Regions from separate parts of the Mus musculus genome. Here all the other regions are linked to region 1. A link is a contact called in public Hi-C and HiChIP or PLAC-seq data. All regions are on one chromosome and are shown on one strand. The core of a region is the stretch at or near the end of the contact, and the rest is flanking DNA. Distances in the headings are between cores, read along the strand shown. Region 1 holds the start of Grik4 (glutamate receptor, ionotropic, kainate 4). Region 2 overlaps Grik4 (glutamate receptor, ionotropic, kainate 4). Region 3 overlaps Grik4 (glutamate receptor, ionotropic, kainate 4).

The links. Hi-C and Micro-C count contacts between places; a contact is called where the count stands out from the background. HiChIP or PLAC-seq counts read pairs in DNA pulled down with a chosen protein or histone mark.
Region 2: a contact with region 1 is called in a Hi-C map of nephron progenitors, with 3 times the contacts expected there. The contact joins the enhancer-like site here to the promoter of Grik4 in region 1. A contact is called at or near these places in 12 of 39 promoter capture datasets (the 3T3-L1 cell line, cranial neural crest, embryonic stem cells and 7 more), 1 of 484 Hi-C or Micro-C datasets (nephron progenitors), 17 of 115 datasets of contacts at active chromatin or transcription factors (VIP interneurons, astrocytes, bone marrow-derived macrophages and 11 more) and 3 of 9 other capture datasets (adipose tissue, embryonic stem cells and liver).
Region 3: an H3K4me3 HiChIP or PLAC-seq map of embryonic limb bud shows a contact between it and region 1, with 3 times the contacts expected there. The contact joins the enhancer-like site here to the promoter of Grik4 in region 1. A contact is called at or near these places in 3 of 39 promoter capture datasets (cranial neural crest, embryonic stem cells and liver), 1 of 15 datasets of contacts at CTCF or cohesin (embryonic stem cells), 8 of 484 Hi-C or Micro-C datasets (bone marrow-derived macrophages and embryonic stem cells), 18 of 115 datasets of contacts at active chromatin or transcription factors (bone marrow-derived macrophages, embryonic basal ganglia, embryonic forebrain and 10 more) and 3 of 9 other capture datasets (adipose tissue, liver and pancreatic islet).

What each region holds. Positions count from the first base shown.
Region 1 is chr9:42,942,511-42,945,858 of GRCm38.p6, forward strand. It overlaps Grik4 (glutamate receptor, ionotropic, kainate 4), which reads right to left and starts at 1,861. Exons shown (of 21, transcript NM_175481.5): 1 at 1,817-1,861.
Region 2 is chr9:42,721,167-42,724,514 of GRCm38.p6, forward strand. The region is part of intron 3 of Grik4 (glutamate receptor, ionotropic, kainate 4); the gene reads right to left. Among named protein-coding and RNA genes, the nearest start is that of Gm36590, 49 kb to the left of the region's middle. Within about 2 kb of position 1,540, at least 17 of the 459 cell types and tissues checked have an H3K27ac peak or open chromatin away from gene starts, as enhancers often do. A contact at or near this core is called in nephron progenitors, where this site is marked.
Region 3 is chr9:42,763,402-42,766,749 of GRCm38.p6, forward strand. The region is part of intron 3 of Grik4 (glutamate receptor, ionotropic, kainate 4); the gene reads right to left. Among named protein-coding and RNA genes, the nearest start is that of Gm36590, 92 kb to the left of the region's middle. Within about 2 kb of position 1,645, at least 34 of the 459 cell types and tissues checked have an H3K27ac peak or open chromatin away from gene starts, as enhancers often do. A contact at or near this core is called in embryonic basal ganglia and embryonic limb bud, where this site is marked.

The DNA of each region.
Region 1 (3,348 bases), core at 611-3,110:
TCCCCCACTGCTAGAACCAACCCTGCCTTCAGGTCTCAAGTGGCAGGTCCAGGAAAACAGAGGGTGGCGCTGGAGACTGACGCAAGGCTGGTGGGCAAGCCCAGGCCACAAGAAATGAACATAATCTGGAAAATTAAACAAACCCAGACACTGTAACGTGTGCATATTAGATTAACTCTCTAAAGGGTCACGACCTTGAGGAATACATCCAGCCAGTGAGGAAAATAATAAACCTGATTAACGATGAAGCATGAGCCACGGCCTCCGCAAAGAAAGCCAGCCTGAAGAGGCCCGGCGGAATTCCAGGGGCTTCCTTCCCTGGCAGAGCTGGAACTCAGCCGACCTCTCCAGCCCCTTGCCACCACTAGGACACTCCAGGATCAAAGCAAGACAGGATTGCTCCCTCTCAAGCCACACCCCTGCAGCTCTGACCCAGGGACTACAAGGCTAGCTTTTCCAGGTGCTCCCAAAAGGGACACTACCACCAGACGACCCACTGGAGCCAAAAAGAAGATAGTTCTCTTTGTCCCTGGCAGGGCTCAGATCCTCTTGGCCAACCCTCAGCCCTCCTGCCCTGGTCTCAAGAGATACCTACTTGTCAGGCACAGTGGCCAGGCCCAGCCAGAGTTCCCCTCCTCTTTCCAGACAGCCCAGGCCCCTGGGAGACATGCCCAGAAGAGCCACTGGAGGGAGGCAGGGAGGTGGCACCGCGTGGCATCACCAGACAACAGCACCAAGAGGAAGATGGCAGCATCAAGTACAGATGCCAAGAACCACACAGCCCAAGGTCCAAGAGGGGACCAGCTCAGCCTGCATAGCCTGGCTACAGCCAGGCAACCTGGCCCGCGTGCCTTGTCTATCCCTTTGGTCGCGCCTCCCCCAACCCCAAAGCCCTGGGCCAACTCTCCCCAGGCTCCACCTCCTCCCTCACTTTCCTCAGCTCCAGGGAGCCCAGGGAGGGAGGCACAGGTGCTCTTGGCGCCTTGGACAAACCCCCTGTCCCAGCCGTCACCAGGGCGCCTTCCACCCCAAGCTGGGTCGGAACCACTCCGGCTCTGCCCGGTCCTCACTAAAGAACATCTCCTTAGCTCCCCTCCCCCTCCACTGATCCCCTTCCCCCTCCAGCGCCCAATGCAGGTCTCCAGAGTTTTTCCCTTACTTCCCACTCGGGTGAACTAGGGTGGGATGGCTAAGAGGCCCATTAGTCGCAAGAAGGAGGGTCATTTCTGATAGGACGCTGGCTTGGCCCAAAGCAAGACGGCGTGCAGGGTTGGGGGTGTGGTGGTGGCCGGAGTCCAGGGCCCGAGCAGGGGTGGTCAAGACAGATGGCAAAGAGGGAAGGGAGAAGGGGGCTCAGAAGCCGGGCTGGTCTGATGGAAGACTGTGGCGGGCAAGAGCGGCCCGTAGGAGAAGCCGAGGGTGACGAGGCGGGGTAGAATCGCCAGTGTCGGGAAGGGGCCGTCATCCCTGCAGGGGGCAGAGGCTGGGCTGGGAGTTGGACTGGGAAGAGGGAGGATCACAGAAGGAGGATCGGAGCGGAGGAGAGGAGGCGCAGGGGGAAGCAGGCAGGGATGGAGACTAGGGGAAGTACGGGGCAAGGTGGCGGGGGCTCAGCGGAGAATCCGGGGTCGCAGGCATCAGAGTGCAGGGGACTGGGCAGCTGGAGGCGGGAGCGGGGCCAGGCAGGGTGCGGGCCGCGGCCCGGAGGGAGCTAGCGGCGGAGACGTCAGAAGTCGGGGTGCGGCGCAGCCCCGGGGGGCGCGGGGAGACAGCGTAGGGCGCCGGTCGGGGGCGGCGCGGGGGCTGCTGCCCTTACCTGGGCGGCTCCGCACTCCGGGCGCCAAGCTGGGGACCCGACGTTGCTCGGCCGGCGGCCCGGCTGTTGTTTTCCCTTTTTTTTTTTTTTTTCTTTTTTTTTTTTTCTTCCGCAGCGGCGGCGGCGGCGGCTCCAGCTCGATCCGCCAGCAGCCGAAGGCAGAGTCTGTGTCCGGCTGCGAGCGAGCCGGGAGCGGGCAGCGCGGGAGGCGCGCGGAAAGGCGCTGAGGCGCCGCCCGGCGGGCAGTGAGGGAACTGCGGCGGTCCCGCACGCGGCCGGCCGGGGAGGGGGCGTCCCTTCCGGGCCGCGGCCGCCGGAGTCTCCGCTCGCCGGCGGGGTCTTTAGCTGGGGACCCGGACCTAGGTAGCCGAGCGGCGAGGCGGGGAGGCCGGAACAGACAGAGCCAAACTTGCAGCTTCCCTGATCCGGACGATCGGGAGACGGCGGGCCGGGGATGGGGGGGCTCCGGGTGGGCGCTGCAGAGGACTGACCCCCAAGTGAGGAGCTGGGGTACACTTCACCATCCAGCGCCAAGGGGCAGCCCGCCCTGGTCCGCAGGAGTTATTAGCTTGGCCTGCTTCGGTGGGCGAAGGGCGACTCCTGGTGGCGTTTTAGGGGCCAGACCTAGGGGACGAGGCGTAGAGACTGCGGCCTCCTCGGTGGTGGCGCGGAGCTGGGTGAAGCTTTGCTTTAGCAAGGCCAGATAGACCACAATGTTTCAGGAGGCCGAAGAACCACAGCTCACGTTTGGAAGTCTACTGGTTTGTGCACACAGACCTCCTGGGAGAAGTTGTCACTTTATGCTACACATAAGGAAACCTCGGCCTAGGAAAGGTGAAAGACCTAGCCTTCACCAGGAGCTGGGGGCTGGACCAAGAGAGAACCAAGCTACTTGGTTTGAGGGATCATTTGGCCACATCATAGCAGCCTTGGGGTGGGTGGGTGGGGGGCTAGAAAAGGAGAGGGCAGAGGAGCAGGAGGCCTCAGGGGGTCAAGTGACTTCCTCAAACCGATTAGTTCCTCATTTCAAACCCAGAGTCTTAGCCGTAGACAAACCCGGAAAGCATCTAAGCCAGCCTCCCAATCGTCTCCCACTCTTCCTTCACACCTAACCACCTGCTTACCCTAAAGTCTCCACGAAGGGGCTGTTCTAGGCATTCTTGGTTGGTTCTAGGGCCTGGGAGGACAATATACACGGACTACAGGATATTTGTTGACACTCCCTATATCATGCCGGGAGGGCAGCAGAGCTGAGTTACCTGCTTGGGGGGCTGGGGGGGGTGGCGATTGTGGTTGTAAGAGCCTGTTCTCTCTCCCACCTCCTCTCCCAGACTGGACTTTATGAGTGCTCTGTTGGCACAGGACCGGCCACTCTGGATAGCTCCAGTCCCTTCGGTCTTTCCTCAATCAACTGTCAGACGGATGTCAGGAACACAAGCTACCTGACTTTCTACTGACCTAATAAAACCAATCCATGAGGTTAAGTTGAATCCAACCTGCCTCAGCACAGGTCAAAGGTTTCCATATTGGAT
Region 2 (3,348 bases), core at 290-2,789, 220 kb before region 1:
CTTTTTCTCTAAGCCAAGTCTCACTAGACTCTAGAGATAAATATTTTTCTCTGAAATTTCCTGGCTTGGGGCCTCTGGGAAAAGACAAACACAGACGTAATACATTAAGAGGTCTTCCAAGGTATCCAACGGAGAGCGTCTAGTTTACTAATGAGCTTTGGAATCATATGTTAGGTACAGGGCCCCCTGGGTCCTCAGGATGGAAAGTCAAGGCAGACAGCCAAAGAGGTGGGTGGATAGGCGGCTCACAATCCTGTGTGCTCCACCAGCCATGGTCTGCTTCTGCTCTTAGTGTGGTCTGGGGGCAGAGAGGGTATGGAATTGAGTAGCAAGGAATACCCTAGAAAATGGGTGATAAGGGGCCACCTAGAGGCCAAGAGAGCCTCCATGGGCATCGCAAGGCACATGCTTACTCCTTGGCTGAGGGCTAAGTTTGAATAGTTGCCTGTGGAGATGATCCCTCCAACGAGGTAGGTGCCACAGGGGTACCACTTACTCTGCACAGTTTCCCTCTGCTGTCCCTGAGGTCAAGTCCCCAAGCTGTCATGCCACAACCTGTAAGGAATTGGCCAAACCTTTGAAGAGGCCCCGTCAAGAGCCTCCAGAGGAAAGCACGAGGTTTTCTGCTTGCTTCACATGTCCTGGATTTTTGGAGCGTGGGGTGGAGGGACCTGCCTAAGATGTCCAGAGGGAAAGAATCTCATGGAAGCCAAGCTCCCCAAGCCAGTTTCTCCTCCCAGGCAATGAGCCATGCCAACAGCTCTCCTATCATTCGGGAAGGCTGGTGGCTACGCGCCCAGGAAAGAAACCAGCATTTAAATGTAGCTTTCCTCCTTTCTAGAACCCAGGCTCTATTTTGGAAGGTAAAAAAAAATAGAAGGTGAGGTCTAGCAGGTTGAGGCGTCACTGTTTCGTATCTGACCCCCAGAGCTCATCTCCCGTTTATAGTTCTGGGGGTGGACAGAGTCTCAAGAAGAGAAATGCTAGCAGCGGTACAGCTGCCTCTGCACTCAGCATACTTGGTGCCTTGAGAAGCTCCGCCTTGCATCGCCTTCCCTGTCAAACAGGTGGTACCATGATCTAGACACAGAGAAGTGTCTGAAGCAAGGAGGAGGTGGAGGTCTTGCCCCCAAAGAACCAATCCAGGGAAAATAAAGATGGGATTGGCAAAAATCCCAGGCTCCTTTCAAGAGACTATAGCATCTTTCCAAATTCCCAAGGCATGAAAATAATAGCATTGGTCCAACTGCCTGGGCGCTCAGCATCAGCTTCCCTGTCAAACCGACGGCACCAGGACCATCAGACAAACCCTTCCCTTTCCTAGTGGTCTTCTCCATTTCTCCTGAGACTGCTTCCTGTTGTCTCTGGCCTCACCAGTGGCTTCCAGTAGCCAGAGATGTGCCTCTTGTATCTTTTCAGAGCAGTCTGAGAATCCCTTACTCTACCTGGGGTAGAGGCAGCCCCGCCCATGCTGCCACTGTGTCTGAGACAGGGTGTCATGGACCACTGAGCTGGTGGGTTCACACTCAGTTCACGAGAGGGTGAACAATGAGCTGACTTTAAGAACAACACATTCAGATGCACTGAACTGAATCCTCCAGCAGGAAGTGAAATGAGAGGCCCCGGCTGTTGCCTTCGGGAGTCTGGTGCAGCAAAAAGAGACAGTGCAAAGGGAGTTGAATTATCCAAGCTCTACAAAGCCTGCAAAAAAAAAAAAAAAGGTGTAAAGTCCAGCCCACCTGTGTTACAGCCTTGGGCCTGGGCATCTATCGTACTTAGACTCCCCATCTTGTAGGTAATAAAAGCAACCAGCATTCTCAACAGCAGTGTGAGCCATCAGTGGGGACCTGGGAAGATGCTCAGGATAGCAGGAAGGCTCTACTGAGGACTATGCCTGAGGAGCCTAAGAAGAAAGTCCCCAAGAAAAGTGGCAGTAATAAGCTTGGTTTAAGAACTGGCAGCAAGAGAAATGATTGTGAGTCCTGCATGGCTCACAGACCTCACAGTGTCCTCTGGGTCAAGGCCTCAAAAGTACGGAACAAAGAACAGCCCGAGTTGACAGAGGGGGCTTCTTCGGGGTACCAGGCTCGTGCAGCATCCTGGCTTGCATCCTTGTCCTGTAGATGCTGTCACCGAGAGCTGGGGGATACTGTGTACATATCAGGACATCCCAGAGGCCTCAGGGGTGAGCAGTTCCAATGTCAAAGTGCCACTGGCAGCCACAAAGTGAAGACTATGCTGGGCACAGGATCTTGCCAGTTTTTGAAAGGGTGGGGGTACAGAGTGCAGACAGCGCAGCAGATGAGGGAAAGTATATGTTTATATAAAGTCTGTAATCGCAGCATTTAGGAGGTTAAGGCAGGAGGATTGCCATGAGTCTGTGGTCAGCCTGCACTGCATATCAATGTGAGACCCCATCTTAAACAAAACATAAACACAACCATACACACACACACACACACACACACACACACAGAGAGAGAGAGAGAGAGAGAGAGAGAGAGAGAGAGAGAGAGAGTAATTTTGAGCTGCACAGGTAAGCATTTGCCTTCTCGCCCCAGGGCAGGTAGCATAGCTCTTCTCTTGGGGAAGGCAGCAAGTTCACATTGCTGGAGAGCTGCCTGACGCTGTAGATGGGCCCTCTCTCTTAATGCCAGCCCCAACAATTAATCTTGTCACCTTGAGGGAGTCACTTAACTTGCCCAAGCTACAGTTTTCTGATAGAAATGGTGACAACCCACTAGATTCTCATGAGGATTAAAGATGATAAAGTGTCCTGAGCCAGTGCAGGGGCAGGGGGAGGTTCCCAAGCTCGCCTGGAAGGTTGAAGGACAAAGACAATCGTATCTCTGTTAGTACAGACAGCAGCAGCAGCAAGAGGCTCCAGGGCATAAAAAGCAGGTTATTTTCCTAAGTAGTTTGCACTGCTCACATGCTTACTAAACCCTTTTTAAATGGCGCTCGGTTTTCCTCCCCCAGAACTCCTGAGCCCCTCAGTGTGCTGCTTGAGATCTGCCCATTATCTGGCCTGGTGTTAGAGTGTGCTCCTCGCTGTAGACTGTGGACTGTGCAGGCTCTGCCCCGTTCACCTCTCTGTCCCCAGGGCCTGCCACAATCTCTGACCACAGACAGTCTCAATAACTATTTGTTGAGAAAATGGACTTTGACAGTCTGCCCTAACCAATTCCAAATTGCTAGAGTCCAAATTAATGAGGTTTCAGTGTAATTAAAACTGACAATTTTTTTTTATCGCTCACATTCAGATGTCTCACTTCAAAGGACGCCATCAAGAAAGTAAGACAACAGCCAGCGCAATAAAGAAAATATACTTGCCAACGATGCATAGAA
Region 3 (3,348 bases), core at 395-2,894, 180 kb before region 1:
AGAATTAATTGGAATACAGGAAATCCGTATTTGTAGATTCTGGGTTGAAGACACGTGGGTCAGTCACTCCATTTGGCTTCTCCCTCATCTCTTTTCAGCAGAGACACAGAAGCACTTCAGAAGCCAGGGTAACCAGTTCTTGTTATTAACCATGGTGCTTTGCATGCCTGGGGCTGCTTCTCCCTTCCCAAAGACCCTCATCTGCCTCAGGTATTAGATTTCATGAGGCACACAGTGGGGCATGAATGTGAAAGGTGGAACACAGCCTCAGAGGGGAACACATGAAGTCTCACAGACAGCTGAGATGGGACTCTGATGTGGGTTACTTTATCTTACATTTCCGGTTCCTCCTGCTGTCTACCTTCTTTTTTGAGACAGGCTCTCTCATTGGCTTGGAGTTCACCAATTAGGCTCTGTCGGGCAGTGGAATCCTCCTATGTCCACCTCCCCATCTCTATCTAGGATCATAGGTGTGCCTTGGCCCTGCCCAGCTTTTTCTCAGGAGCTCTGGGGTTGGAGCCCAGCTCTGCCTGCTTGCACAGGAAGCACTTCACCCTCAGAGCCCTCTCCCCAGCCTATGCTCTACTTTGGAAAGAAAAACTGAGGCTTGCTTTGCATAATCGGAAAACTGCAAAGGAAATGAGCTTTGGGAAATGGGTGAACAGCTGTCCAAAGCACTCTGTGTATGCAACAAATACTTCTAGATTGGTCTATTTGCAGGGATAGTCAGAGGGGTCATGTAAAACTAAAGTGTGGTTGTTATCAAAATCTCAGACTGCCAAACCAGATGGCATCCCATTCCCAGGGCTCCTGTCCAAATGACCTTTTGCTTTCTGTAAGCTACTCAGCATCAGCATTTGCCAAGAATCCCTTAGGAAGAGAGCTCCAAATCCTGGAAGAAGGTGAGAAGAGTTGGAAAAAGTGAGTCCAACTACCACCACCATCCCTACACACACACACACACACACACACACACACACACACACTTTTCTTTTTCTCCAGAAAGTAAAGTTTAGTGCAAGAATTGCTGGAGACAATTATCTCCTCCCTGGCTGATACCTTGTCTTATTTATCCTTACATCTCCAACATCAAATACAACCGATGCCATGAAGGAGGTGCTCCTGGGAGACAAAGGGAAGTGTGCTCCATGGGATGAGAACTGAGCTTCAAACTCCAGGGCGCTTGTTAAAATGCAGAGAACTGACTCAGACATTGGCGACTCAGTCAGCCCGAAGTCTGCATGTTTAATCAGTCCTCTAGGTAAGATGCTGAAGAGGGGATCCTTGGGCCTTCCTTTGAAAAGGAAGGAGTGAATCCCAAGCTGGTGGGCTCTCTCTCCACAGGACTATTTATATACCTCCTGCCCAGAGTCTGTCCCCAAGCTCGTGGGTTTTATAAATGTCCACAGGCCAGAACAGTAAAGGTGACAACCTGGAATTTTCTCGGGCTCTCGGCTGTTAGCAAGGAGTCAGCTGGCTTGCGGAAGTCCCACCATTGCACAGTGGGGCAGTGGGTGGGAGAGGAACATCTGTGAACAGCAGTCTCTGCACCACACCCCACGCCCAGCAGCAAAGGAAAGGCTGTTGCAGAATCTGACAGCGGAGCTCAGCCACTGCTTGCAGCCCCACACAGCTGAAGACAATTAACCTTTAGCGGGGCAGCTTCATTACCAACAAGAAGCAGCTGCCTCCAGAGCCCTGCTTGTGTTCCCTTCAGGAGCACCAAGCCGAGGGCATCTTCCTGATGTGGCTCTGGAGAAGCAAACTGAAAACAATCCACACCAGCCAGCCTACCGGCTGCCAGGCCAACACCTCAAAGCTCTGTGTGTATCCTGTCTCTGCCAGGCTGCCCAGGAGACAGATCTTGCTCCCAGCCATCCTCCCTTGTGAGGATTTGCCATCATGGCAGTGTGTGCTTGGGCTGAGTGGGAGGACGGGAAGAGGAGACTTAGCAAAAGCAACTCCATCTAGGGCTTTCCCCACCAAGGCTCCCTTTTAGATGTCAAGGTAGCAAATCAAAAGCCTGGCTGCCTCCCCACACACAGAGCAGAAATAAATCAAGTAGCCCAGGTTAGGACCCTTCCTTGTGCCTGTAGGGAAATCCATTCCTCAGCATCTCATCCGCTCAAAGGAAAAAAATCCCTTAGGGGTGCACGATGACATCCAAATATAGCATTTCTTCTGCATTGGCTGTATTTTCTCCAAATATACACAGTGTCATCTCCCAGCCTTGTGATCTTCTTATGGTGTGACTTATGGTCTGCACTGGTCACTAATAAGCTGGGCCTGTGGCTCGTCCTTTTAAATCTATAATAGAGCTGGAAATGTTGCCAAATAAAAAAATCTTGAGCTAACTTAAAGCATTCTATGATGTATTTTGTAACCTGCAATGCTCAAGCATGAGATCTGTAGATGCTGTAATGTCAAAAGGTTGGACATATTGGACTGAGGAGATAACTCAATCGATAAAGGGCTTCCCTCACAAACATGAGGTCCTGAGTTCAGATTCCCGGAGCCATATAAAAATGCTGGACATGTGGCATTTGCTTACAAGCGTCACGGTTGGACACAGATCTGGGGCTCACTAACCAGTCAGCCTAGCTTAGCTGGTGAGCTCTGGACCAGTGAGAGACAATGCTTCAAAGGAGATGGCTGGTGTCCCGAAGGATTACACCTGAGATGGTCCTCTGGTTTCCACATGCATGTGATGCACGTGTACACACACCCCCCACCCCCCCCCACACACACACATAATAAAATCAATTAATTATATATAAAAGAAATAAGGCTGGACATCCCTGATCTAGATGATCCTACATGGCTTCTGCTAGCTCAATCCTAAGAGTCGAGGCCCAATTCTGATGGGACATTTGAGTTTCTCCAGCTCATCGTGGAACCTACCACCAAGCCACATGGAGAATTTCTCAGGCCCTGGTTCCAGCAGACTCCAGCCCGTCGCCATCCCTTCTGCCAGCTGTACAAATGAGCTGTCTTGAATGAATTCTTCCAACCACCCCCAACTGGTGCTCCATGGATGCAGCCTGGATGTCCCTAGAGCCTTTCCCACCAAACTTCAACACACTAAAGATTGGCCAACTAAAAGCACAGGCAACTGTTGTTAAGCCATGACATTTTGGGATGGATTTTTACTCTGTCAAAGATAACTGAATTGGCTATGTACCAGAAGCCAGGCCTCTGGGACATTCCTCACTTAACACTTACCAGCCTGCCACCAAAAGAAGGCTCTCAGTGAGAGAGCCACAAGGTCCCACTGAGAAAGAAAACAGTATGGATCCTCCTGGGGACAAAGATCCCAGCAGAATCAGCCACAGTGGCAGGTACTTCCTC